3 separate regions of the Sus scrofa genome follow, and regions 2 and 3 are each linked to region 1. Evidence: chromatin contacts called from public Hi-C data. All regions are on one chromosome and are shown on one strand. The core of a region is the stretch at or near the end of the contact, and the rest is flanking DNA. Distances in the headings are between cores, read along the strand shown.

What was found. A called contact is a pair of places that touch in the nucleus more often than the background predicts.
Region 2: a Hi-C map of liver shows a contact between it and region 1, with 6 times the contacts expected there. The contact joins the promoter of WDR74 here to the promoter of TMEM179B in region 1. A contact is called at or near these places in 2 of 5 promoter capture datasets (both in liver), 12 of 47 Hi-C or Micro-C datasets (alveolar macrophages, epiblast stem cells, fetal heart ventricle and 6 more) and 2 of 2 datasets of contacts at active chromatin or transcription factors (alveolar macrophages and skeletal muscle).
Region 3: a contact with region 1 is called in a Hi-C map of liver, with 2.3 times the contacts expected there. The contact joins the promoter of TTC9C here to the promoter of TMEM179B in region 1. A contact is called at or near these places in 2 of 5 promoter capture datasets (fetal liver and liver), 11 of 47 Hi-C or Micro-C datasets (alveolar macrophages, embryonic fibroblasts, epiblast stem cells and 5 more) and 2 of 2 datasets of contacts at active chromatin or transcription factors (alveolar macrophages and skeletal muscle).

What each region holds. Positions count from the first base shown.
Region 1 is chr2:8,984,527-8,987,895 of Sscrofa11.1, forward strand. TMEM179B (transmembrane protein 179B) reads right to left here and starts at 1,580. Exons shown (of 5, transcript XM_013994201.1): 1 at 1,403-1,580; 2 at 334-521; 3 at 120-251. The coding sequence starts at 1,498. TAF6L (TAF6-like RNA polymerase II p300/CBP-associated factor-associated factor 65 kDa subunit 6L) reads right to left here. Exons shown (of 17, transcript XM_021082913.1): 11 at 2,774-2,902; 12 at 1,878-2,403; 13 at 1,403-1,875; 14 at 334-838; 15 at 120-251. The coding sequence ends at 1,634.
Region 2 is chr2:8,930,015-8,933,383 of Sscrofa11.1, forward strand. WDR74 (WD repeat domain 74) reads left to right here and starts at 1,516. Exons shown (of 11, transcript NM_001243395.1): 1 at 1,516-1,588; 2 at 1,670-1,776; 3 at 1,871-1,992. The coding sequence starts at 1,525.
Region 3 is chr2:9,032,853-9,036,221 of Sscrofa11.1, forward strand. It overlaps TTC9C (tetratricopeptide repeat protein 9C), which reads right to left and starts at 1,706. Exons shown (of 4, transcript XM_005660786.3): 1 at 1,436-1,706; 2 at 159-591. The coding sequence starts at 396. It overlaps HNRNPUL2 (heterogeneous nuclear ribonucleoprotein U-like protein 2), which reads left to right and starts at 1,817. Exons shown (of 15, transcript XM_005660783.3): 1 at 1,817-2,679. The coding sequence starts at 2,139.

The sequences.
Region 1 (3,369 bases), core at 330-2,829:
TGTGCTCAAGTGTCCTTGGAGATGAGAAGTGATGGGGATATGAAAGGGAGGAGTATAGAATCCCCTCTGCAGAGAAAAGGTAGTCAGCCCCAACCAGGATTCCCTCCCTCTCCAGTTACCTAGTTATGTTCAGGGAGACGATGGATTTGCAGAGGGAACTGGTGCCAAATCGGAGGATACAGGCAGACACTAAAACCAGGAAGATGGCTACAGCTGAGATGGCCAATACAATGCAGAGCCCCGTACGGCCTCTATGAGGAGGGAGAGAATAAGCCTTGTGGTTGAGGTGGGACTCTTCCCACCTCAGCCCCCGCCTTCAGAGTGGGCAGTCACCTTTGGGAGTTCTCGATGCAGCTGCAGTAGACCCAGAAGAGCAGAAGCAGGAGACAGTAGAGGGCCAGTAGGCCAGAAGCCCCAGCCACAAAGTAGCAGAGGGATGGGGCCGAGGGTCGGGACAGGGCCAAGGAGGAGTCATTCAGGGTGGCCACACCATACAGGGGACAGCTGCCCCTGAAGGAGCCCTGTGGAAAGAAGCTGCTGAGTCCTAGCTTTTAGGCTAATGCCTCTGAATGCAGGCTTCTGGCAGGTGTTGGAAATATCCTAGCCCAGGGCCTTCCTAGGAAGTTATTTATGCCCTATCAGTTTCTGGGCCAGGAGATTAAAGAGTCGGCTAGGGAAATCAAACCTGCAGTAGCCAGAAGGATCAGGAAATATGCAGTGGCTATAAAATACAGTTGAGTTTCAGAAATGCTTCAGAAGTTCCAGTCTCTCCTCGTACGGAAATCCTGGAGTAGAACCAGACTTGTGTAACCTTCAACTATCTCCAGTGTTTTCCAACCTGCAAAATAGGCGTAATAGCGCCTACTCGTAGGGTTTAAACGAGTGTTTGGTAACACGATTGCCGGACTGGGGTAAAGACTCAACGTAAACTACTGATTGGCTTCTGCTACTATTTTGTCATTTAACAAGGGGTGTTGCAGCCATTTGGCAGTTTGATCATCTCTGCTATACTGTGCTTTATTTCTTGGCGTAGCTCAGCACAATACTGTCTCATTAAAAGGGGGCCTGGGCCCCCTTGTTTCATAGCTAGGCTGAAGTAATGCAGAGGCAGCCACCAGGCCGGGCTATATCTGATCCTGTTAGACACGCCTGAGGACTCGTTCCACGGGCGAAGGAATGCCTCCGAAGCATGACCTGGGCGGACTGGGCCACAGAGCGCGACTAGCACCGATACATCATCGCCGCCGCCGCCGCCGCCGCCGCCCGACCTCACCCGGCCCACTGGCTCCGGGAAGCAGCGCGCCAGAACGCCGCTGCCCGGACAGCAGCTGTCTCTCCGTGTTAGGCTCGACCGGCCCCCCGCTTACCCGACCCGACGGCCGGCCCCGTCCCACAGCCGCACCTGGGTCCGGGTCAGCGCCACGGCCGCCACGGCTCCGCACAGGAAAGTAGCAGCAAAGAGCAGAAGCTCGAAGCGCTGCAACCAGAGCAGCGCCATGGCGCCCTCGCCCCCAGGAAGCGCCGCCTAAAGAGCCAACTGCCCAAACCCCGTCTCATCCGGCGCGACCCACGAGCGCGGAGACGTCACTTCCGGGCGCGGGATTTATTCACAGAGGGGAGGTCGAGCGCCGCCTCAAAGCGGCAGGTACAAGGAGTAGTCCGAGAGCGCCCACCGGCGGGCAGGGCGGCTGGTGCGGCCGATCATGGGCAGCTTCTGCACGTAGCGGGAGGCCGGGCTGGGCCCATAGGGCGCGGGGAAGGCGGTCTGGAAGAGGCGCCCGCGGCATCGCCTCCCGGCCTGCCGCCCAGCGATGATGAAACGGAAGTGAGGAGCGCCACGCGGGGCGAAACGGCTCTTCTGGAAGACGTCCCGGGGCCGGTCCCCGGGCCCTGCTGTCGGGGCGCTCCCCGCGCCCGGTGCACGCGCGGCAGCGGCCTGCTCTCAGCGGCGGCAGGGGCAGAGGCTGATGCGGGGCCGCTACCCCGGGGGCTCTCGTCGCCCTGCGGGCTAACCATGGCATTGGCCGTCAGCTGCGGCATCTTACGCACCGAGTCCGGGGCTGCCGCCGGCTCCTTCTTGTCTCCGGGTGGCCGCGGGGCCGTGGGCGCGGCCTGACCCGTGCCAAAGCGGGTGGCCAAGCTGTCACCGAAGAAGGCATAGAGCTCCCGGTAGATGTCCGCCAGGGTCACCGAAGGGGAAGGATCCTCCGGCCCCGCGCCTCCAGGCGGCAGTGGGAGACCAGACCCAAAGCCTGGCTCTGCGCTGCCCCCGGAAGGAGACTCCTGCAGGAGAAGACTGTCCCAGGGCAGGTCGTCCGAGCGCCGGCACCCCCTGGTGCCTGGCCCACCCTTGTTGGGTTCTGCTGCCTGGGCCTTCATCTTCAGCAGTCGCTCCACTGCCACCTGTAAGAGCAGGTGAGACCGTTGTGGCTCAGCGCGTTACAAACCAGACTAGTAACTACGAGGATTTCGATTTGATCCTTGGCCTCGCTCGGTGGGTTAAGGATTTTGGTCACAGATGCCACTCGGATCCAGCATTGCTGTGGCTGTGGCATAGGCTGGAAGCTGCAGCCCCTAGCCTGGGAACTTCCATATGCCAAAGGTGCGACCCTAAAAAAAAAACCAAAAAAAAAAAAAAAAAAAAACAAAAACAAAAACAAAAACCCAGAGAGACTAGGATGAACCTGGGCCCATCAAGTAATCAAGTATTACAAAAAAGCCAGCAGAACTGCTGAGCTTATGCAGGGAGAGGCTGGAAGGGACTGGCACTCACCAGAATGGCTCCATAGACTTTGTGCCCATCTGCTTTAACCTGGGCATTAGATACCGAATAATCATCTAGCACAGCCTGCAGATTTGTCCAGTAAGTGGAAAGGTGAGGGTACAGGACTCGCTCTACAGCCTGGAAGGGAGAAAAGAATGTGGTGAGGGCCTCGTTTTTATTTTTTGCCTCTTAAGAGCCATTTCCCCTGAAAGATCTACCTTTTTCTTTTTTTCTGCCACACTCATGGCATGCTGAAGTTCCCAGAGCCAGGAATTGAACCCTCGCCACAGCAGCAACCTCAGCCACTGCAGTGACAACACTGGATATTTAACCTGCTGAGCTACATGGGAAGTCCTAAAAGACCTACTTTTTTTTTTTTTTTTGGCTTTTTAGGGCCACACCCCACGACACATGGAGGTTCCCAGACTAGGAGTCTAATCAGAGCTGCAGCCACCAGCCTATACCACAGCCACAGCAATCCGAGATCCCAGCCACGTCTTCGACCCACACGACTCACGGCAACACCAGATTCTTAACCCACTGAGTGAGGCCAGGGATCGAACCCGTAACCTCACGGTTCCTAGTTGGATTAGTATCTGCTGTGC
Region 2 (3,369 bases), core at 266-2,765, 55 kb before region 1:
TATGTTTTTTAAATAAGATTTTTTTTTCAATTTTTGGCCGCACCACACATGAAGAATTTCCCAAGGCAGGTACTGAATCCGCGCCACAGCGGTAACAAGCCTTAACCGCCAGGCCACTAGGAAGCTCCCGATATAATTTTAAACAGCACTTTATTTTTTTTGTCTTTCTAGGACCGCACCCACGGCATATGGAGGTTCCCAGGCTAGGGGTCCAATCGGAGCTGTAACCGCCGGCCTACACCGCAGCCAAAGCAATGCCGGATCCCAGCCGTCTCTGCGACCTATACCACAGCTCAGGGCAATGCCAGATCGTTAACCCACAGAGCAAGGCCAGGGATCGAACCCGCAACCTCATGGTTCCTAGTCGGATTCGTTAACCACTGAGCCATGATGGGAACTCCTCTAATAGTTGAGAGTCTCTGATTTCAGAGAAAATGTCTCAGTCATTCAAGAAAGGGGGACGTTATGACATTTTAAAGTTGCAGCTTATCCCTTGGGAGAAAGATTTTTTTTTCTGTTAGATTTGCAGATTTTTACTCTCAGTTGGTACTAATTTTTTACCATCCCCAAACCTCAATGTGAGGAAATAAAAACTAAGCCCTTACCTCCACTTTCCAAAACAGAGTTCTGCTTAAAGATTGTTAGTTTTGGGAATTCCCGTCGTGGCTAACGATCAGGCGTTGCCGTGACCTATGGTATAGGTCGCAGACGAGGCTCGGATCCCGAGTTGCTGTGGCTGTGGTGTAGGCCGGCGGCTACAGCTCCTTTTAGACCCCTATCCTGGGAACCTCCATATTCCGCGTGTGCGGCCCTAGAAAAGACAAAAAAAAAAAAAAAAAAGATTGTCACTTTTGGAGTTCTCCGTCCTGGTTCAGCAGAAACGAATCTGACTAGCACCCCTGAGGACGCAGGTTCGATCCCTGGCCTCGCTCAGTGGATTAAGGATCTGGGTTGCCCTGCGCTGTGGCGTACGTCGCAGGCTTGCCTCAGATCCCACATGGGATCTGGGGAAAAAAAAAAAAAAAAAAGTCGGTTTTATTTTCCCAGAATTCGTCCTTTTTATACTCAAGGTTGATGTGCCTCATATGAGCGACTTGAATCATTCCTGATATATGTTTTCTTTCTTGTTTTGCTTTTTAGGGCTGCACCCGCGGCATATGGAGGTTCCCAGGCTAGGGGTCCAATCGGAGCTACAGGCGCTGGCCTACGCCACAGCCTCAGCAAGGTGGGGTCCGAGCCGCCTCTGCGACAGCTCACGGCAACGCCACATCTTTACCCCACTGAGCAAGGCCAGGGATCAAACCGCCAACCTCAGGGTTCCTAGTCGGATTCGTTAACCGCTGAGCCACGACGGGAACTCCTAGATTTCATTTCTTAAAAGCAAAACCAGCTGGCGCAGTGGGGGAATTTTTACATTTCCTGCTCTCTACGCTCCCAGAAATGGCCTTTATCCGGATCCGACCTGCCGCGTGCTGGTGACGCAAATGCTGCGCCGGAAGTGCGAGCCGGATCCGGATCTCCGTTATGGCGGCTGCCGAGGCGCGGTGGAATCATGTGTGGGTCGGCACCGACACCGGCATCCTGAAAGGTGAGTGATGGGCCTGGGCGTCTGGAACCGCGGGGGTCATGCGTTCGCGACCCCGGCGTAACTGACGTCCCCGGACCGCAGGGGTGAACCTTCAGCGCAAACAAGCGGTAAACTACACGGCGGCGGGACAGCCGCAGCGCGAGGAGGCGGTGAGCGCCCTGTGCTGGGGCGCGGGCGGCGAGACCCAGGTGAGCGACCTCTAACTGTGCTGGAGCAGGGGGGATGCTGAGGCGTGGCAGCCTCGCTCCTCTTGCCATCCTGCCCTGCTCTCTCTGCCTGCAGATCCTAGTCGGCTGTGCCGATAGGACAGTGAAGCTCTTCAGCACCGAGGAGGGCAGGTTCCAGGGCCAGAGGCACTGCCCCGGAGGCGAGGGCACCTTCCGAGGCCTCGCCCAGGTTGACGGGTAAGACCGAGACCCTTGCCGTATGCTCAGGTATAGGCAGATAGTTGAAGCTCCCGCACGACGGTCGATCAATGGGGATCAAGTCTTAGGTGACAGGAGCCTGATCTGTGTGACAGGGACATTTGTCCTGCCTTCGTTCCTTCATTTCTATAATAAGCATTTATTGAATACCTACTGGATTACAGGCATTGGACGAAATTCAAGGGCTGCAGGTAAACTGGACACAGTACCTGCCTTCCTAGAGTCTGCATCCTCAAGGGTTGTTCTTTTGGGTCCATGACTTTTTAGGTGACCCTGAGCAAGTCATTTAATAGTTTAGAGTATGTTCTCATTTGTGTCTTATATCACCTAGAGTGTGTTTTTAGATGGGGGCTACCAACCACCAAATCGGTAAAGCTCCCACAGTAAAGGATAGGAAAGTGATAAGTTACAGGCTTAGCTTTCTTCGGAAGATGGACGGGCTATGAACAGGCTGTGTAGTTTTGGTGATGTTAATTCTGACAAGTGAGATCTAGAAGGCGCTGTGGGGTGAGATCTTTGAACTGGGTCTGGAATGATGGGTAGAACTTTGACAGATGGAGAAGCGGGTAAGGGCACTCTAGAAAGAGGCTACTGCCCGAGCAGAGGTAAGGACTGGTGTCAGGCTACAGGATACATCATGGGAAAGAGAAATAAATAGCGTTTGGGGATTGAAGCCGAGAAGCATTTTAATATGAGATGGGCAAGGTAGGTTGGGATTAAAGGTAAAAAAAAAGGGTTTTAAGTGCCAGGCTGAGAGATTTGCACTTCTGTATGTGGTGGGGAGTTATGGTTTTTGAGTAGGAAGTGTGGTGGTCAGAGCTGTGAGCCCTGCAGGATTATGGAGGATGGGTTGGAGAGACAGCAGTTGGAGATTGTTACCATAGCCCAGAGCCTGATCCAAGGTGGGGAGGGTGGGCAGATATGAGAAAGGGCATAGATTTGGTTTGTGCAGATGCTGGAGAGAGACTTGTTTGGGCTTCATGGGAAATATACTTGGGGGAGAGATTGAAATTTAGCATCCAGTTAACCAAGGACAGGGAACTTGAGAACAGCTGGTATTTGACTTTGGCCAGACATTAAACCCAAAGCAGTCCCATTACTGTCCTTTCAGAGCCACTGATCCTGACCCCTGGTGATCGGCTGAAGATTCAGAAAGACCAGCAGGGCCAGGTGCCCCACATGTAGCTATGGAATAGCAAAAGCTCTCTGCTTTGGAGTATCACAGGCTTGATTTTTAGCCCTGGTTCTGACATCAATAGCTGAGTGGCAAATCTTTTAATTTTCAGAGCTTCAGGCTCTTCACCCTATTGAAATTAAATAACAGCCATAAAACCCTGCTGTAGACCTGAGTTACCG
Region 3 (3,369 bases), core at 456-2,955, 48 kb after region 1:
TTTATAGAAACTCAAAGTCCTACAGATTGAAAATATATCTCAATTCATGGCACAATAACTAGACGTGAGCAGAAAGGCACGTCAGTGTTTTTCCCAACGTTCTCAGATTTTCATGCGGCTGCTTTGACACTCTACCCACCCTTCCGCCCTGCTCTTACCAGCCAGGTTGTTGTAGCAGTCTGTCTGGGTAGTATGCAGTACGTTTTCTTGTTCAGGTGTGAGGGCCGGGCCTTGAGGTCCTAGATTAGGAATCGGGGAGGGCATACTTGGATCCAGACCCCGCAGCTGAAGCAGAGCTCGATGGTATCCACTCACAGCATCCCGGTATTTCCCTTCCCGGTAACATTGGTTCCCCTTCTCCTTGTATAGCTGGGCCTCCTGCAGGCGCTTCTCCATAACTTTGTCACCCCGTGCTCTTGCGGAATGGGGAAGCAATTCCGAAGCTGTGGGGATAGGCGCGAAATAACCGATTTTGGTAGCCGACTTGAAGAAGCAGGAAACTATCCTTCTCCCGGAGGCCTCTCAGGGAATGAGGTTTGCTTGATTCTACTGCAGCCTCTTCCTCTCTTCTCTGCAGGTATTTTTCAATCTCTAGAAATGAAGGACAGGGAGAGGATGTGGAAATAGTAAAGCCACAGATAAATTGATTTCCTAAAGAGGTGATTCCGGGACGAAGTGATTGCATGAATTAGCGAAAGCCATACTAAGGAATTGTGGCCAGCGTGGGAACGCCGGCGGAATTTACTTCCTCCTTTCCTTTGAACAACCGCCCCCCGACCTGGAAGTGGAAGGGAGTGGGCGGGGACAACTCCTAAAAGAGGTCTAGGGGGCTTGCCTCCCTCCCAGCTCTTTGTTTGCACCAGCAGCTGTTGGCCTCTGGGCCAAGAGTTGGGGAACCAAGGTGAATGCGGTCAGTGCACCGTAACCACAAGCCAACGGTGACGCGGCCGCAGCGCCGCTCAGCTGCAAGTGCCCCAGGTCCCGCGGCCAGCCTCTCGCTCCTTACAAATGGCCGAGCCCAAAGTCTCTCCTGCCCCCCCACGCCCTGAGCTTCGGTTTACGATCCCGGAGCACGGAGAGGACAGGGTCTGGTCTCCGGATAGTTTGTGTGTAAAGGTCGCGCGCGTTGCGCCATGCCGTCCAATCAGGAGCAGCCTCGGAAAAGTAATCCTGCATAAACGACTCCGCCTCCCCAGCCTCCCTGGCCGACCAACCCGAGGGTGTGTGTGGGGGGAAATCTCCCGTCAGCTTCGCCAATTGAAAAAAAAGCTGAACGATCACGGATGACCAATCAGAATTGCAGATGACGATTCAAGTTGGCCAATAAAGCGAGGCGAGGGTGTCTGTTGCTAGGTAGAAGTTTAAGAGTTGAAATAAGACGAGGGCCCGAGGTTACTGTATTCCTCGGTTTTGGAGAGCCCTTGCGTTGACTAACCAGAAACATAATTGCTAGTAGGAGTTCACGTTGCAAGAGCTTCCCTGCTTCCCTTCTGCCTTTTCTTCCTTTGTCTCAAGAAGTGGCTGCACATATAGACAGTAGGACACAGACTAAAGAACAAGCACTACGACGACAGTGTGATCGGGTCAGACGCGAGTAAGGGTGGCGACAGGGTGTGAGGGCCATGTGGCGAGGGAGCTCCCACCCACTGCGCGGAGCCCGGGGCTCAAAGTACGGAGAGACCGGTGGGCACACGCCTGAGTGCTACGAAGCACTTGAGCCAAAGCCAACCTTTCCCGACTCCGGCTCCGGTGAGGCTGCGCTGTGAAGACACCGGCGGCGATTGGCTCAGGGGTGAGAGGGGGCGGGAGGTAAAGGAGAAGGGAAGTCTGTGGTTCTCCGCGCGCGCCCACCCGCCGGAGGGGAACCGAGGGGGCTGGAAAGGAAGCAGCTTCCTGCTGCGTTGTTTTGGGCTCCGAGGGCTGTAAAGGGGAGGGAGCAGACGGAAGAAACAAACACTACATAGCGGAGGCTGCGCGAGGTCCTCGCTGCCTGCGTGCGTACGTGCGTGCGCTCGCCCGCGCGGGCTCAGTGCTGGCGCGTGAGGCGGAGGCGGGCGGCGGCGGCGCCTGCGCGGTCGGGCTCGGTCGACGGTTCGCAGGGGAGGAGGCGGCGGGAGGCGGAGGAGGCGGCGGCGGCGATGGAGGTGAAGCGGCTGAAAGTGACCGAGCTGCGGTCGGAGCTGCAGCGGCGGGGCCTGGACTCGCGCGGCCTCAAGGTGGATCTGGCGCAGCGGCTGCAGGAGGCGCTTGACGCCGAGATGCTTGAGGACGAGGCCGGCGGTGGCGGGGCCGGGCCCGGTGGGGCCTGCAAGGCGGAGCCTCGGCCTGTGGCCGCGTCGGGCGGCGGCCCGGGCGGGGACGAGGAGGAGGACGAAGAGGAGGAGGAGGAGGACGAGGAGGCGCTGCTTGAGGACGAGGACGAAGAGCCACCCCCTGCCCAGGCCTCGGACGAGGCCGCGCAGCCGCCGCCGGAGCCCCCGGAGGCCGCAGCCACAGAGGCCGTGGCCGAGTCCGATGCTTCCGAGAAACCAGCGGAGGAGGCCACGGCCGGGTCAGGTGGGGTAAATGGTGGCGAAGAGCAGGGCACCGTCAAGGGGGAGGAAGAGGAACCGGAGGAGCGGAGCGGGGACGAGACGCCGGGATCCGAGGCGCCGGCTGACAAGGCCGCGGAGGAACAGGGTGAGGAGCTGGCAGCGGAGCCCGGCTCCAACCTGCCGGGTGCGCCCCTGACCCAGCACCAAGCCTGGCACAGCGGGGTCCAATTCCCATCGCCTTTTGGTGGGACTCCCCCGGGGAGGTGGCTTTCATTCTCTCAGCCCACCTTTCTGGGGGGCTTGGCTACCTCTTGGGGCTCCTCTCTCTGCAGGAGGGAGGTTCCTGCCTGACTTGGTTGCTTGGTGGTAGTGGATGCAAGTAAGAGGTTTTGCATGCGAACTGTTTACGAGCTACCTGTGGAGCAGCCTCCCGCGGCGCTGGTTATCTTTTCTAAACCGAGTGTGCGCCGAGGAATTGTTGATTACACGGACAGCCAGACCGACTGTTGGAGGCTTCGGCCTTTGGGCTACCTAACTATTGATTTTTTTCCGTCCTAAAAATATTAAGCAATGAGCTAAGTTCGTCAAAGTTCGTTCCATCCTAGAAGCTCTTTACTAGAGTTTGAGCCACACAGGAAATCGGGAAATCTAACCTTACTCCTGCTTTAGCAGCAGCTCCCGCTTCAGCAGCCTGTGGTGTGAGGGTGTCAAGTTTAATAGTTAACTGCTGAAGAGAAAATCATGATCTAGAGCCTTTAGGATAAATTAATTAATGCTACTTGGCTAGGAGTTTTACCTTGTCTGAATGCTTATGATTAAATTTTAATCTTCCCTC